Regions from separate parts of the Mus musculus genome. Here all the other regions are linked to region 2. The links are chromatin contacts, called in public HiChIP or PLAC-seq and promoter capture Hi-C maps. All regions are on one chromosome and are shown on one strand. The core of a region is the stretch at or near the end of the contact, and the rest is flanking DNA. Distances in the headings are between cores, read along the strand shown.

Region 1 (4,746 bases), core at 333-2,832, 2.5 Mb before region 2:
ACCCCATCTCAAAAACAGACAGAGAAAGGAGGAGGGCAAAGGGTAGAAAGAGGAGGGGATGTTCACAATAGGGGGAGGGGATGTTCACAATACGTGTATATATATTCTTTCCTTCTGGATGTGGATAGAACCCAGGACTTCACACATGCTAGACATTCATTCCACTTTAAGCTACATTCCCGCCCTCACATCCCCTTTTGTTTAAATCATTAATATTGATATTATTATTATTATTATTATTATTACTACATATGAGTACTGGTTGTTTTCTGTCTTTGCATGCATGTGGAGATCAGAGAACAATTTTTAGGAGTCATTTTTCTTCTTCCACCGTGAGTCCCAGGGATGGGACTCAGGTTGTCAGGTATGTGTAGCAAGCTCCTTTACCTGTGAACCATCTTGCTGGGGCTGATACCTGCTGATTGCTAAACACATGCCACCGATTATATTAATGCACTAGTATTTTATTTATTTATTTTTCGAGACAGGGTTTCTCTGTGTAGCCCTGGCTGTCCTGGAACTCACTCTGTAGAACAAGCTGGTTTCGAACTCACAGAGATCTCCCTGCTTCTGCTGGGATTAAAGATGTGTGCTGCTGCCGCAGCTGCCACCACCACCAGACACCACCAATTATTATTGTTCAATTATTATTGTATACACACTTTCTTTTCTGTCTCCTGAGCTAAGTGGGAAGGAGAGGCTTCCAACACCATCAAGCCTGAAGAACTCACCGGGTGTGGGTTCCTACCTGCTCCAATTCTGCAGGTCCCCCAGATTCAGGGACCCGGAAAAGCCACCTATCCTTTGCTTAGCTATGAGTACTGAAGTTTTAGATCAGGGAGGGAGCACATTTTCCAAGCTCACCGAGTCACACAGAATCCGTGACAAAGCTAGTGGGGAGGGGACTGCATCCTTACCCATCCCTACACCTGGAGATATCACAGACTCTCCAATTCCTCCTGAGCCTCAGTTTCCCCACCTAGACTGATTATACCCCTCTCGCCAGAATCTGCACTGGGGACCTTGCTCTTTTTCACCAGCAGGGGCGCTGCACCGGTTTGGGGAGGGTGGGGTCCCAGGGGTATAAGCAGACCTGGGATCTGGAGTTGCACCTTCTCCAACCCGGGTCAGCAGGGGCCTTCTGAGGGAGTTTAGGCGCCTGTCAATCTCAGCCTCCGGGACAGCGTGGAACTGCGCAGGCGCGGGCGGGTTCCGCACAGCGCAACAGCGGGCGCGCGCAGGAGCGAGGGATTCCCTCTGACGTAATTGCTAGGATACCAAACAAACACTGGGCCGCGCTGGCCGAGCTCCTTATATGGCTAATTGCGTCACAGGAACTCCGGGGAGGGCGGGGCGGGATCCCCTCCCGCGAAGCCCCTCAGAACGCAGCCTTGGGGACCCCCGAGACCCCCAGGGTCACACTATGGGCAGGTGGCAGGTGCACGAGGCCCTGGAGGGCGCCACAAGGAGCTCAGTCGGCGGGAAGGGAGAGTTTGGGAGGTTTGTGCATGGAGTTGCGGGTGACGCAAGCGCGGGGGCGGGTCCCGGAGGCATAAATTCAGCCCGGCAGCTCCCGGTTTCATTCATAAGACTGGAGCGGCTACGCCGGGGACACGCGGAGCCGGGGCTTGCTGGACTTGACTACTGGTGACTCTTTCTTTTTCTTCTTCTTGGAGGCCGTGAAAAATTTATATATATATATTTATATATATTTTTAAACTGGAGAGAAAGTTTTGTGGGTTTCCTTTTTGCAAGACTCTTTCTAGATCGTTCTTCCGATTCGTCCGGAGGATAGACTTTCTTTCTGTGGGCTTCTGGATCGCGCCCCTCTGCTCTCCCTCATTTCTTGGGACGCTTCGACAGGATTGGAACTGCATCTGAAGCGCACGCTGCACCGCGGCACTGCCCGGCGGGTTTCTGGGCGGGGAGCGATCCCCGCGTCGCCCCCCGTGAAACCGACAGAGCCTGGACTTTCAGGAGGTACAGCGGCGGTCTGAAGGGGATCTGGGATCTTGCAGAGGGAACTTGCATCGAAACTTGGGCAGTTCTCCGAACCGGAGACTAAGCTTCCCCGAGCAGCGCACTTTGGAGACGTGTCCGGTCTACTCCGGACTCGCATCTCATTCCACTCGGCCATAGCCTTGGCTTCCCGGCGACCTCAGCGTGGTCACAGGGGCCCCCCTGTGCCCAGGGAAATGTTTCAAGCTTTTCCCGGAGACTACGACTCCGGCTCCCGGTGTAGCTCATCACCCTCCGCCGAGTCTCAGTACCTGTCTTCGGTGGACTCCTTCGGCAGTCCACCCACCGCCGCCGCCTCCCAGGTAAGTTTTAGATCGTAAAGATTCTACTTTAGTGGTTGGGGGGGGGGGTGTTTCTTTCAGGCTAAAGTGTAGATTGAGCATCCTCTCAAATAGAGACGCGCCAAAACCCAGGATCTGGGATTGCAATAGTTCGGTTTGCACTTTGGTTTTTTGTTGTTTGCAAACTGCAAAGAATGGAGTGATGTTTGCAAAAGGTTATTTGCGCGGAGCGCGGGAAAGGAATGCAGCTGGGCAAACGTTGGCGATGCCCGGTGCAAAGTATATACCCGGTGGTTAGCAGAAGCTGAGAACTTTTAGCCGAAAGCCGGCTCCCTAAGCCGAAGCTAGGCAAGTAGGGGAAGAAAAAGAAACAAAAAATTCCAGAGAAGCTTCCAGGAGCCTCCTCCTCTTCCCTCTTCCTTCAAAACGCGGACTGCAAGTCCGCAGTCACCCTCCACCCAGCAAGAGTTAGGGCCTCGAACCCCGGTCACGCTGCCTCCGCCTCCTGCGCGGAGACGTAACGGGGGACCCGTGCGTAAAGGCTGACGCGCTGGAATCCTCCGTCTGACGCGGGGCACGCACAGCGCGCAGCGCCCCCTCCGCCCGCCCCGCCCCTGACGTCCCGGGCACGTTCTATTTTGGAACGCCGAGGCCACGTTGCTAAGGGAGGGGGCAGCGTGGCTTTGTGATTGGCTGTCGCGGCGCGAGCTTTAGCCAATCAGCGTTCCCTTCCTATTTGTAGAGCGTAGCTCCCTTCCTTGCTTTTTGTGGTTCTTCCCGTGCTGGGGGTCTCCAAGAGGGAGAGCTAGGGGATTCTTGTCGCGATCGGGGGACTCGTTGTCACCCCATGGGTCTGCGAGGACCTTGTGTGGACCTGGTCCTGTTGTCATAAGCTAGAGGCTTTTGGCTGAGTGTTAGCGCCTCTAAGGGGGAACTGAAGGCCTCATCCCTTCTCCAGGCACACATATACGTGCTCCCTGAGCTCTAGACACTCAGTCCTTCCGAGGTGTTCAAACACTAGATGAGCTAGCCTACGGAGAGGCAGCCAGGTGGTCTCTAAAAGGTCTGCCTTCCCTTAGTTCCCAGGGCTCTGATTGGCCAGGGATTCAGCCCTTCCCTCGCCACGCCCCCTAGAGTAGTTAAGCCTCTAGGATTCCACTTGCGGGAAGGGGGGGGGGGGGCGTGATGGACGCTTCTTGGGTTCGGGGACGCAGATCCTATGTCACCCCATCCCCTGCAAGACAGTCTGAGAGATTCTCGCTGTCACTTTTCTCTGCCTATCAGTTCACTGAAACCTGTCAGTCTCACTGGGGAAGAGACAGACACTCGGAAGGGATGCTCTCAACTCTTAGGCCGGTCCCCCAACACCGTTGGAACTGGGATCTCCGCCCCTGCGGGAGCCCTCATGCAGTGGGGGGTGTGTTTGTGTGTGAGTGGAGGAGAGGAAGGCTTGGGCTAAGGCCTCTCCCTCTCCCTCCCTCTGTGGTGGGGGTGGGGTGTTTTGGCTGTATGTGTGTGTGAATGTCTGTGGCTCCATCCCGGGAGGTTTGTCACCAGGTTCTGTCCAGCCTCCTCTCCCACCCACCCCCCCACACCTAAGAGTCACCAACCCGGGGTGTGATTCACCACCCGCTGGAACCGTGCAACCTTTCCCCGAGGAAGAAGGAGGAGGTAGAAGGCAGTTGAACAGAATCTCTCATTAACCACTGCGTCACGGTGTAGTGGAAGGGTGGGTGTTGTGGCTTTTTGCCTGTGACACACACATCCACACCCGCTCACCCTGTGCTCACTCACAGGGGTCGGTGTGTGTTATGTGTGTTGGGCGTGTGTGTGTCGGTGGCTTTGTTTGTGTGTCTACGCCTGTGTGTGTATGTCTCACCCCGTAGGAGTGCGCCGGTCTCGGGGAAATGCCCGGCTCCTTCGTGCCAACGGTCACCGCAATCACAACCAGCCAGGATCTTCAGTGGCTCGTGCAACCCACCCTCATCTCTTCCATGGCCCAGTCCCAGGGGCAGCCACTGGCCTCCCAGCCTCCAGCTGTTGACCCTTATGACATGCCAGGAACCAGCTACTCAACCCCAGGCCTGAGTGCCTACAGCACTGGCGGGGCAAGCGGAAGTGGTGGGCCTTCAACCAGCACAACCACCAGTGGACCTGTGTCTGCCCGTCCAGCCAGAGCCAGGCCTAGAAGACCCCGAGAAGAGACAGTAAGTATGAGGCCTCAGGAGTTGGGATGGAGGAGCCTAGCTAGGGATGTGGGCTCAGTTTGTACAGTGCTTGCTGCCATGCATGAAGATCCCTAGCACAGCATAAGCCAGGAGTGGTTATGCAGACCTGTAACCCCAGCTCTCAGAAGGTGGAGGCAGGAGGAGCAGGAGTTCGAGGCCAGCCTGTGCTACTTATGGAGTCCAGCCTGCACTGCAAGAGATCATTATTTTCAAAAGTT
Region 2 (4,749 bases), core at 1,216-3,715:
AGGATTACAGCGAGAGATCTTATCTTGAAACAAAACAATAAAGTAAAATAAATAAGTAAAAATGTAAAGAGCACAAAAGACGGAGCAATCACCATTTTATAAACACATCCACTTCACTACTCCACGTCACTCTCTCACAGGATAAACACTGCCAGCAAAGCCATATCTTGTGTTGTGTGTATACATACACACCATTCCTCAGGACCCTCCCCTGGAGCTTAGCTCTCTCTCATGTGCATCCTCCCCCTCCACCCCTCTCCTCCCTCTCCCTCTCTTGGTGGGTAGGATGACTACCCAGTGAGCGCCAGAAACCTGCCATACTGGATTACAGTGTGTGCCACCAGACCTGGTTTTCTCATATGGACTCTAGGGGATCAAACTCAAGTCCTCATCCTTCGCAGCACGTACTTTACCAACTGAGCTGCTCTTGAGGCCTCAGAGCCATTTTGGGCAGGGGGAAAGATGGAAATAATCCTGAAAATCCATTGACAAGGGTCAAAATAAATAAGCTATGGTGTGAATACCCAAGAGAATACTACCCAAGCTATCAAAAATAAGTATTCTCTGCTAATGGGGAAAGGGAACTAAATGTATGACTTATGAAGTGTCGAATGTGGTATATTCTAACACATTCAGGACATGTACATACACACACACACACATCCTGATGTCTGACTTAGAATGCAACAAAAGTAGCAAAAGCATGAAGTTGGTGATGCTGGAGCCTTACAGAGCATGCTCTGTGACTCCACAGAAGGTCACTAAGTGAGTGGGAAGACCTCTTCTTAGGAGGCAGCACATACTGTACACTCTGAGTGGAGTCTGGGATACACAGCATGGCTGACACAGTGAAAGCTGTCAACTGTACCCCTGTCAAGCTCTGCTGTGATGGCCTGGGTGACCTGGTGAGGTCTCTAAGCTTCCTTAGAGACTTTTCTCACCTGTGCTCAGTGTCAGACAGGGAAAAGACACAGTCAGCACTGCCACCACTGCTGGGATCCGTAGCATCTCCCTCCCCTGCTTATTAAAAAAGAGAGGAAGGGATACCATTTCCCCTCTCAGAATGCCACAAGAATTAAATGATAGCATGTATAATACTTAATACAGTGTCAGGCACATAATATGCCCTGAATAAATAGCAGCTGCTGTCGTTATTGCTGAGTGAGGTAATGACATTGGCCCTGCCTACATAATGGGGTATTGAGAAGATCTGATGAGATGTATGCTGGGAAAGAGCCTGAGTTAGAGTTGGGCACAGCACGAGGAGCACTTACATAAGGACTTCTCTCTCAGGGATGGGAGCTACATACACAAAATTCAAATGCTCTTGGCATTCATCCCATGGACAAAAACTGAATCAGTCACTTATTTGGGGCTCCATTTCAATCTGACAGGAAAGAGCACATTGGAAACAGAAAGATGGGTTGCCAGAAACCAAGCGCTGACTGTTTTTGTTAATAACATCCCAGCCTAGGAACCATTTGACTCCTGGGGGCCCATCCCTGAAGGCCTTGAAGTGCTCACCTTTCTGATTCCCCACAAGCAGTACCTAGCTCAAGGTCACAGAGCCCAGCCCAACTTCTACTCCACGAGCCATCACCTGGCACATTCTTCTCCACAAACCATCAAGTCCCTTTAGAGGCCCTTACACAATCACTTCCCTCACGGAGTCCCTCCTCGTGCTGTCTTTTCCCCCTACTCATCACCCAAAGGCACCTCCATCCCTCTTCACCGTGTGCAGCATCTCAGACGCTCCTGTCTTCCCACTGAATATACCCAACAAACGCCCTAACAGTTCAGGGGTTTCTACCTAACATCCTCAAATCTTTCATAACGGAACTCTAATTCCTTAAAGCACCCAAAATGTCGCTTCCCACTCTCAAGCTCTCCTGGGGGAGCCCAAAACATGTCCTCTACCCTCTCCGTGGTTCCACCCAAACGATCCCAATGTGTCCCTACATTGTAGCCACACGTGCCCAAAGTGTCCTTCTTGGACAGGAGGCCACACACTTCATCCTGGGACCCCTTCCTATCAAGCTTCCTCCCACCTTTCAATTGCTCCGGGCCAGCCACTCCCCCAAGGTACCCCATGCCAGCTTCCAGTCTTCCTCTCTTCACTCCCTGCACCCAGTGGATGTTAAGAGTGTGTCACCCCACTAGACATCTAGTCCATTCCACCCTGACAGCCAGCATCTGGTTAGGATCCGGAGGCGAGGCGTGGCATATTTATTCGCGCAGACCCCATCCACTTTCTCAGCACTCTGTCCCCCGGGAACCCCGAGTCGCATCGCCCAGACAGGCTCTCTGGGCTTGGGCTCGTCACTCCCACTCGCGGCTCCCGGCAGACTCGGCCCTGCTCAGATCCTCTGACCGGTCCCGGCCCGCGTCCGCCCCGAGGCCCCGAGGACCCCGCCGCCGGCCCGTCGCCGGCCCTGCCCGCCCCCTCCCGGCCGTCCCGGCGGCCATTGCTCCAAGATGGCGGCGGCGGCGGCGGCGGGTGAGGCGAGGCCGGGCCGGGCAGGACTGGGGCGGGGAGCGCGGGAGGGCAGCGGTGGCGCTCACCTGCAGCTCGGCGCGCTCGGCCTCCCAGCGGGCCTTCTCGGCTTCGAAGCGTGCCCACTCGTGTTGGATAAAGTGCAGGATCCCCGGCAGGCTGAGGGGCTCCGGGCCCGCCGTAGGGCCCGGGCTGCCTCCGCCGCCACCTCCTTTTCCTACCGGGCCGGGCCCAGGAGCAGGGCTGGAGGCCGGGGCCGCCGCCGTCGGGTTGGGAGCCGTGCCCGAGCCCAGAGGGCGGCAGGAGGAGGCGGCCGATGCGACCGCGGCGGCCGCTCGCTCCTCCATCATGGAGGCCCCGGGGCCGGCCCGCGCGCCCGCTGTACCTCGCGCGCCTGCGCGGACGCGCAGCTTCACACTTCTACACCCCCGCCTCGTGTGCGCGCGCGCGCGCGCTGGGCGGGCGAGGGGAGCGGGGACAAGCACGGGGCTGGGCGCGAGCCTCGCCCACCCACCCGGGTCGACCCCGGTGGTGCGCGCGGGCGGGGGTGCTGACAGGGAGGGGGAGGGACTGCCTCTACGTAGGCAAAGGACCCAGGGTCCCTCGCAATTGTCTCCTTTGCGGTCGAGAGACCAGACCGGACTTTTTTTTCTGCATTCTCCCCAATGTCAGAGTCCTATCCCCTCCAAATGCAAATACACCCCCATCTCTTTCACTTAGTGAAGAAAAAAAAAACAAAAAACAAAAAAGACGACCTGGGGTGGGGAGTGGGCTCTGACCAGAGGAAGTCGGTTGTCATAATAACCCTATCCAATCTGGAGGCCCCTTCCCAGTTTGCATATGTGGAGTCCCAAACCTCTACTATCATTGCACTAGGAGGAGGTTGCTAAGGTAACCCAAGTCCCTGGTGGTTCTTCTGACCCTATCCTCATCAGTTACTATAGCAACCTCCCCTCACCTAGAGCTCAGGTAGAAAAAAGGCCCAGCCCCAAAGACATTCCTCTAAGAGGAATGCCTCTGTCCCACTCCTCCCCCAGCCAACCCAGTTGCCATTACCATGGTAACCATCTCCCCTTCCCTTATGGAAAGTCCATGGATAAACCAACCAGGTGTTTTTATTTAGAAGACAAGTGCTGCTGTGGGACAGTTGCTATGGTTACAGGGCCTGGACCATTTCCAGGGAGATGAGAAACAGTTAAATCCATGCCCTGGTTACTATAACAGGGCAATCTCCCACAGTCTGATGATCCTAGCAATCAGGTCCTGTAAGATAGGGGATGTTTAGGATTAGCTCCAAAGGATGCATGAGTCTAGAGAAGAGGTTGTCATGGTAACAGTTGCTGTCACTTCTGCCCTTCTGGACACCATCATGGAAGAGGGATAGTTATAGCTTACAATTGATGACTCCTACCCACCACATCACTCCTGAGACGACTGAAGTGGTAACCAGGCTTATGGACTTCAAATAGACAAAAGAGTCTGTGACTTCATTAGCTACTTTCACGGGCGGGTAGAATGAAATTGCACTTTGTTGGGAGGGGCTGGCTCATTTGATGCTTTCTGGTTCCTCCCTCAGCAGGGCAGATGACCCAAGGTGAAACCACTCTTCTTGATCACCCTCAGCCTGAAACCTAGGGAGGTAAGAGTCCCTGGATGTCACAGTAATCACATGGGTAACTGCCCTTTCTATGTCCTTAAAGGCTTTCCTGAATGGGTCTCCTTTTTGTACCTACTGTGATTGAAAAGGCTAAGGCTAATTCCAAGTGATGCATACGCTTAGATTTTTTTCATGTGTTTGTTTATTGTGTGCATGTGCATGTGTGGAAGTCAGAGGCTGAGTTGCCGGAGTTGATTCTTTCCTTGTATTGTTTGGGTTCTGGAGACTAAACTCAGGTCTGCCTTGGTATCAAGAACCTGCTGGGCCATCTTTAAACACTGTTTTGTTGTTGTTGTTGTTGTTGTTGTTGTTGTTTTTCTGACAGTCTCATGTAGCCCAGGCTGGCCTCAAACTCAAGCAGTGGTCAAGGATGACCTTGAATTTTCAATCCTCCTGCCTCCACCTCCCAAGTGCTGGGAATACAAGCATTTAACATCAGACTCAGCGTATATAATGTGTGGGGGAAGAAATGGAAAGCTAGTATGAGCTCAGATTCACTCTCTTCCCTGACCACTTTTCCTAGGCAAGGCCCCATGTTACTCACTCCTGCTCCCGGCTGGTCTCCTACCTTACCACTAAGGTGTGCCTGTCTTCTCAG
Region 3 (4,804 bases), core at 1,454-3,953, 2.3 Mb before region 2:
CCCATCCCCTTCCTCCCTCTCCAGTCCAGTGACCTTCATGCCCTCTTGAAGCCCGGCAGGATCCAGCCCCAGCTGTCCACGAGGTGCTCTTCAATTTCAGACCCTCTTCAAGCTCCACTTCAGGGACAGATACTTTCCCAGGATCCACAGGACGCCAGGAATGTGGAGCAGAGAGCAGAGAGGTCCCCAGGGGCCAGGCGGTAAGGACCCTCACCCCGCCCCCCCCATTCTCTCTGCTCCCTGCTTCTGATGTGGACCTCAGGCCATTCCCTGCCCTTCCTGGGGCCTCTGGGCCTCAGCTTGTCCTCTGCAAAATGGGCAGGCTTGCCTCTGGCCCACTTATCACACAGGTCCCATGGGAGCAAGCAAGCAGCTTGAACTGGCTATGTGTATTGAGCAGGAGACACTGCTGGGCTCCAAATTTCCCCATCCTACATTCCACGGGCAGATGTTCCCTATATCTGGGGTGATGGAAGATCCTGAAAGTAGAGGTTGTAAAGATGTGGGTGATATATAGGTTCCTGTAACTATGGGACCATTTCAAGACTGGATGTTAATGTGTGACAGTAGGGTTCACAATGTGTGGACATGTGACCGTGTGACTGGCTGTGGGGCCGGGAAGGGTCATACTTAAGATGAGAGTGGTGGCCCCCAAATGTAAGTTAAACTTCTGGGAAGTGAGGCAAGAGACTCCCCCAAGTGAGCTGCTGCTGGGGGTGTGGCTCAGTGGTAGAGCCCCTGCCTAGAATCCCCCAGTGAGGGGCTGGGAGCACAGTGAACCGTTAGAGTGCTTGCCTACCATGCACAAGAACCAGGGTTTCATTCCAGCATCAAAACAGGATGATGAGTTCAAAGCTAGCTTGGGACAAATGGAGACATTAGCCGACAAGGTAGTTCAGTGGTTAAAGGTGACCGCCATCAAGTCTGAAGACCTAAATTCCATCCCTGGAATCCCTCTAGAAAGTCTGTGGCTTGTGAGTGTAGATGGAACAATGGTATGGTTGTCTGCTCATACAAAACTGGGTGTGACAATGAGAGAATGGGCATCTTGGTGTTCCCTGAGGAGTTTATGCTGTTACACACAGTATAGTCTCTGGGGGATTGTGATGTATGTCACAAGGGACAGTGTTTTCAGATGTGGCCACTCAGCACAGTGTGTGTGTGTGCGTGTGTGTTTCAGCTTGGGTTGTGAGAGGATTGAATGGGTGTGTGCATCACCACACAGCCAGGCACATTTATGTCCTGGACACTCATTGCTTGAGGCTCTGCTCTGGATGTCCAGTCCTCCTGAGGGACACAGACCAGTTGCGGCTATCGAGTGATTGATAGTGCTGCTGCCAAATGTGGAGCCAGATGTGGTCATTGCATGAGCCTGTGCCATTGAAATCTGAATCTCAGTACTTGAAAAGCTGAGGCAGGAGATCCAAGGTTGGAGATCACCTCGGTTATAGAATGAGACTCTGTTTTCTTAAAACACACACACACACACACACACACACACACCAAAACCACAAACGAAACAGGACTGGAGAAATGGCAGTTAAGAACACTTCAGGAGGATCCAGAATTCAGTTCTCAGCACCCATGGGGAGACTCACAACCATGGGTAACTCCAGTTCTAGGGGATCCAGTGCCCTCTACTGGCCTCCTCAGGCACTGCATGAATATGGTACACATGCCTCCATGCATGCACATAAAATTAAAACAAAGAAAGACAAATCAGGGATTGGAGCAATGGTTCACTTGGTAAAGTCCTTGTTATGCATGCAGCAAGATAAATTAAGCTGGGTAGTGTATGCTTGTAATCCCAGTACCAGGGAGTCGGAGGCAGGCAGATCTCTGCATTCAAGGGCAGCCAGGTTTATGTAATGAGTTCAAGGACAGCCAGGGCTACACAGAGAAATCTTGTCTTGAAAGACCAAATCAAAGGAAGTAGACAACACTTAAGAATCACATCAGAGGGGCTGGAGAGATGGCTCAGTGGGTAAGAGCATCCGACTGCCCTTTCGAAGGTCCGAAGTTCAAATCCCAGCAACCACATGGTGGCTCACAACCATCCGTAACAAGATCTGACTCCCTCTTCTGGAGTGTCTGAAGACAGCTACAGTGTACTTACATATAATAATAAAAAAAATTTTAAAAAAAGAATCACATCAGAGGTTGTCCTCTGGTCCTTCACGCATACACATGTACACGTACACACATATACAATGACATACATATACACCAAACAATGACAACAGAAAGGCAGTGGTAATTAAGATTATAGGCTGTGTTTACACATATGTGAAGTGTCCACGTCCCAGGGCACACAGCCGCTTGTCCCTGCAAGTGATTGGGAAGCTGTGGGTGAAAGACTGGCTCTCTCAGCATAGTCCTAGTTGTAGAGCTATGAATGAACTTGTTACTCACGGAGTCTCACTCTGTGAGTCTCTGTCGCTCTCCTGCTCAGCATTTGGGATCCTGTGTGAGGCAGCGTGAGAGGCTGTGTAAGTGGCTGGCTGGCATAGTGTGTTCTGTGGCCTGGGGGAGGGGGGAACCATAACTGTGTGACTGTTCCCTCTACGTGACACAATGGCTGTGATAAACGTGCCTGCTCCACGGTTCCCACTCTTCCCCAGAGCTCCCCCTCCTGTTCTCTGGTCCGCCCTGGCCCCGCCCCCTCCCAACACCCCAGGCTGCCAGCGCCTGTCACCTCTTCCAGAGCTCTCTGGCAGGCGAGGCAGGGCAGCTGTGTCAGTGGAGATTGCGAACAGGACTCCGTGCAGGTAAGGGGTCTCCATCAAGCCCTTGCCCTGGGCCCATCTCTCCCTTGACTGTCCCCCTATCTCAATCTTTGTCTCTTTCTGCCTCTCTGACCTGTCATCTCTTCACCTCTTTTAATCTCTAAATGGGCTTTTTCTACTCTTTCCCCTTCTCTGTCTCTTCCCTAGTCACTTCCTCTGTCTCTGAGCCACAGTTTTGTCTTTATCTCCTTTTTTGCCCTTTAGGCTCTGATCTCTCGCTTGTGTCTCATTGTCCCCAAGTCTTTCTGTTCTTATACCTTATAACTGAGTCCGTGATTTTTTGTTTGTTTGTTTTGGTTTTTTGGTTTTTGGTGTTTTTGTTTGTTTGTTTGTCTTATATTTTTTCTTTTCTGTAGCTCTGAGATTCCCTTTTGAAACTCTGCATTCACATTGTCTGGGCGGGGGTGATAGTTGGGTTAGAAGGATTTTCAGAGCATCTAACGTCCAAAAGTCAGAAACCCAGGGTCTAATATCTCTCTGTTCCCTAAATATTTAGATGCTGGGAGAGCGCTGTCCCTCTGACTTCTTGAAGCCAGGGAAGTTTTAGAAGATTGGGCTTTTATCTTCTATATAAATTGATGCGAACTCAAATGATCGGTTCAAATTCCCTTCAGGGCTTGACTGACAGTTTCTAGTCTCTCCTCTCTAAGGAGGTCTCAGGTTCCCAAGAGTCCCTCCGGTCTAGCCTCTCGGTGACACTGACGCTTCTGCCTGTCACAGCTCTAGGGCAACAGGCCCCTCAGCAAACACCCCTCCCTTCCACCTTGGCTGCCTCAGCAACACTTAGGAGGACCTGGGAATCGCTTAGCTGATCCCAGCCTCACTTATCTACTGGAGGCCGCGCCTAGTCCTGCTCCGCCCCAAATCCTCACGTGCGGAAATGGGGGGCGTGGCCTCAGACGCCATGTGCTTCTGGCAGGTGAGCACTGACTTGGACTGAAGCCCAAGAGTTGGTTCTGCCTTGGGACCCTCCAGCCCAACTGCCTCCGAGTGGCCAGAGTTTCCATCACCTTTCAAGGATGCCCCTGCGGTTGCTGCTTCTGCTGCTGTGGTTGTGGGGACTCCAGTGGGCGGAGGTGAGGACCTCGAGAGATAATAGGCGCTCTGGGGTGGTTTTAAGCCTTTCCCTACATTAGGGAGAGTTTTAAGGCTGCTCGCCCCCCTCCCTGTATAAACTGGTAGTTTCTCTTCACACAGTTTCCCTCACAAGTCCTCCAGGTGGGGACAAGCTACCCCTTCCTTTGGGCGATTTTCTAGGCACCCCAATTCCATCTAAGAGGTTTCTGAGCCACCCAGAACTCCTGCGTAAAAAAATGGACAGCTCCTCCATATCTCTAAGGGTTCTTCTGGCCTTTCCCAGCTGAGCTTGCTGCCTGGGAGGAGGTTACCCTGCGGGGCTCCTCCCTTCTTTCTTCTCTTAGACAGACTCTGAGGGGCAGACCACCACGGGGGAGCTGTACCAGCGCTGGGAGCACTACGGCCAGGAGTGCCAAAAGATGTTGGAGACCACAGAACCTCCCTCAGGTGTGATTGGAGGGCTTGGGAGATGTGGGTGGGGCTTGGTTCGGGTAGGCTGTGAGGACCAGGGTTGGAGTCTGAAGACAGAAGAATCCTGGAAGGTAGCAGAGGAGGTGGGAGGAGTTCTGGGCGGGACCTGACCTGCAGTGGGCGGGTTTGGGGAGGTGGAGCTTGATAATTGAACTTTCTAGAGAGTAATAAGGATTTGGGATTTACTTGGTGGGAGGGACCTGCAGTGGGGCTAGGACGATGAATGGGTGGGATCTTGAGGTTTGATGGGAGAAGCTTGTGGCCAATAAGGAGCTAGTGCAACTTGGAGGTGTGAAAGAATGAAAAGCCAGACCGCCCCTCTCCTTCAGCTCTGTTTCCCTCTCCCTTAGGCCTGGCCTGTAACGGTTCCTTCGATATGTATGCCTGCTGGAACTACACGGCCGCCAACACCACTGCTCGGGTGTCTTGCCCCTGGTATCTGCCCTGGTTCCGTCAGGGTGAGGTGCTCC

Evidence for each region. Promoter capture Hi-C pulls out the DNA fragments that hold promoters and counts their contacts. HiChIP or PLAC-seq counts read pairs in DNA pulled down with a chosen protein or histone mark.
Region 1: a contact with region 2 is called in a promoter capture Hi-C map of liver, with 4 times the contacts expected there. The contact joins the promoter of Fosb here to the promoter of Fkrp in region 2. A contact is called at or near these places in 5 of 39 promoter capture datasets (cranial neural crest, hippocampal neurons, liver and 1 more), 2 of 484 Hi-C or Micro-C datasets (B cells and embryonic stem cells) and 2 of 115 datasets of contacts at active chromatin or transcription factors (embryonic forebrain and large pre-B cells).
Region 3: an H3K4me3 HiChIP or PLAC-seq map of embryonic forebrain shows a contact between it and region 2, with 5 times the contacts expected there. The contact joins the promoter of Gipr here to the promoter of Fkrp in region 2. A contact is called at or near these places in 4 of 39 promoter capture datasets (cranial neural crest, embryonic stem cells and hippocampal neurons), 2 of 115 datasets of contacts at active chromatin or transcription factors (embryonic forebrain and forebrain) and 1 of 9 other capture datasets (adipose tissue).

What each region holds. Positions count from the first base shown.
Region 1 is chr7:19,306,881-19,311,626 of GRCm38.p6, reverse strand. It overlaps Fosb (FBJ osteosarcoma oncogene B), which reads left to right and starts at 1,582. Exons shown (of 4, transcript NM_008036.2): 1 at 1,582-2,321; 2 at 4,187-4,507. The coding sequence starts at 2,196.
Region 2 is chr7:16,814,448-16,819,196 of GRCm38.p6, reverse strand. It overlaps Fkrp (fukutin related protein), which reads left to right and starts at 2,465. Exons shown (of 3, transcript NM_173430.2): 1 at 2,465-2,497; 2 at 4,071-4,133. Strn4 (striatin, calmodulin binding protein 4) reads right to left here and starts at 3,308. Exons shown (of 18, transcript NM_133789.3): 1 at 2,563-3,308. The coding sequence starts at 2,844.
Region 3 is chr7:19,164,026-19,168,829 of GRCm38.p6, reverse strand. It overlaps Gipr (gastric inhibitory polypeptide receptor), which reads left to right and starts at 2,703. Exons shown (of 14, transcript NM_001080815.1): 1 at 2,703-2,768; 2 at 3,706-3,862; 3 at 4,208-4,310; 4 at 4,685-4,792. The coding sequence starts at 3,806.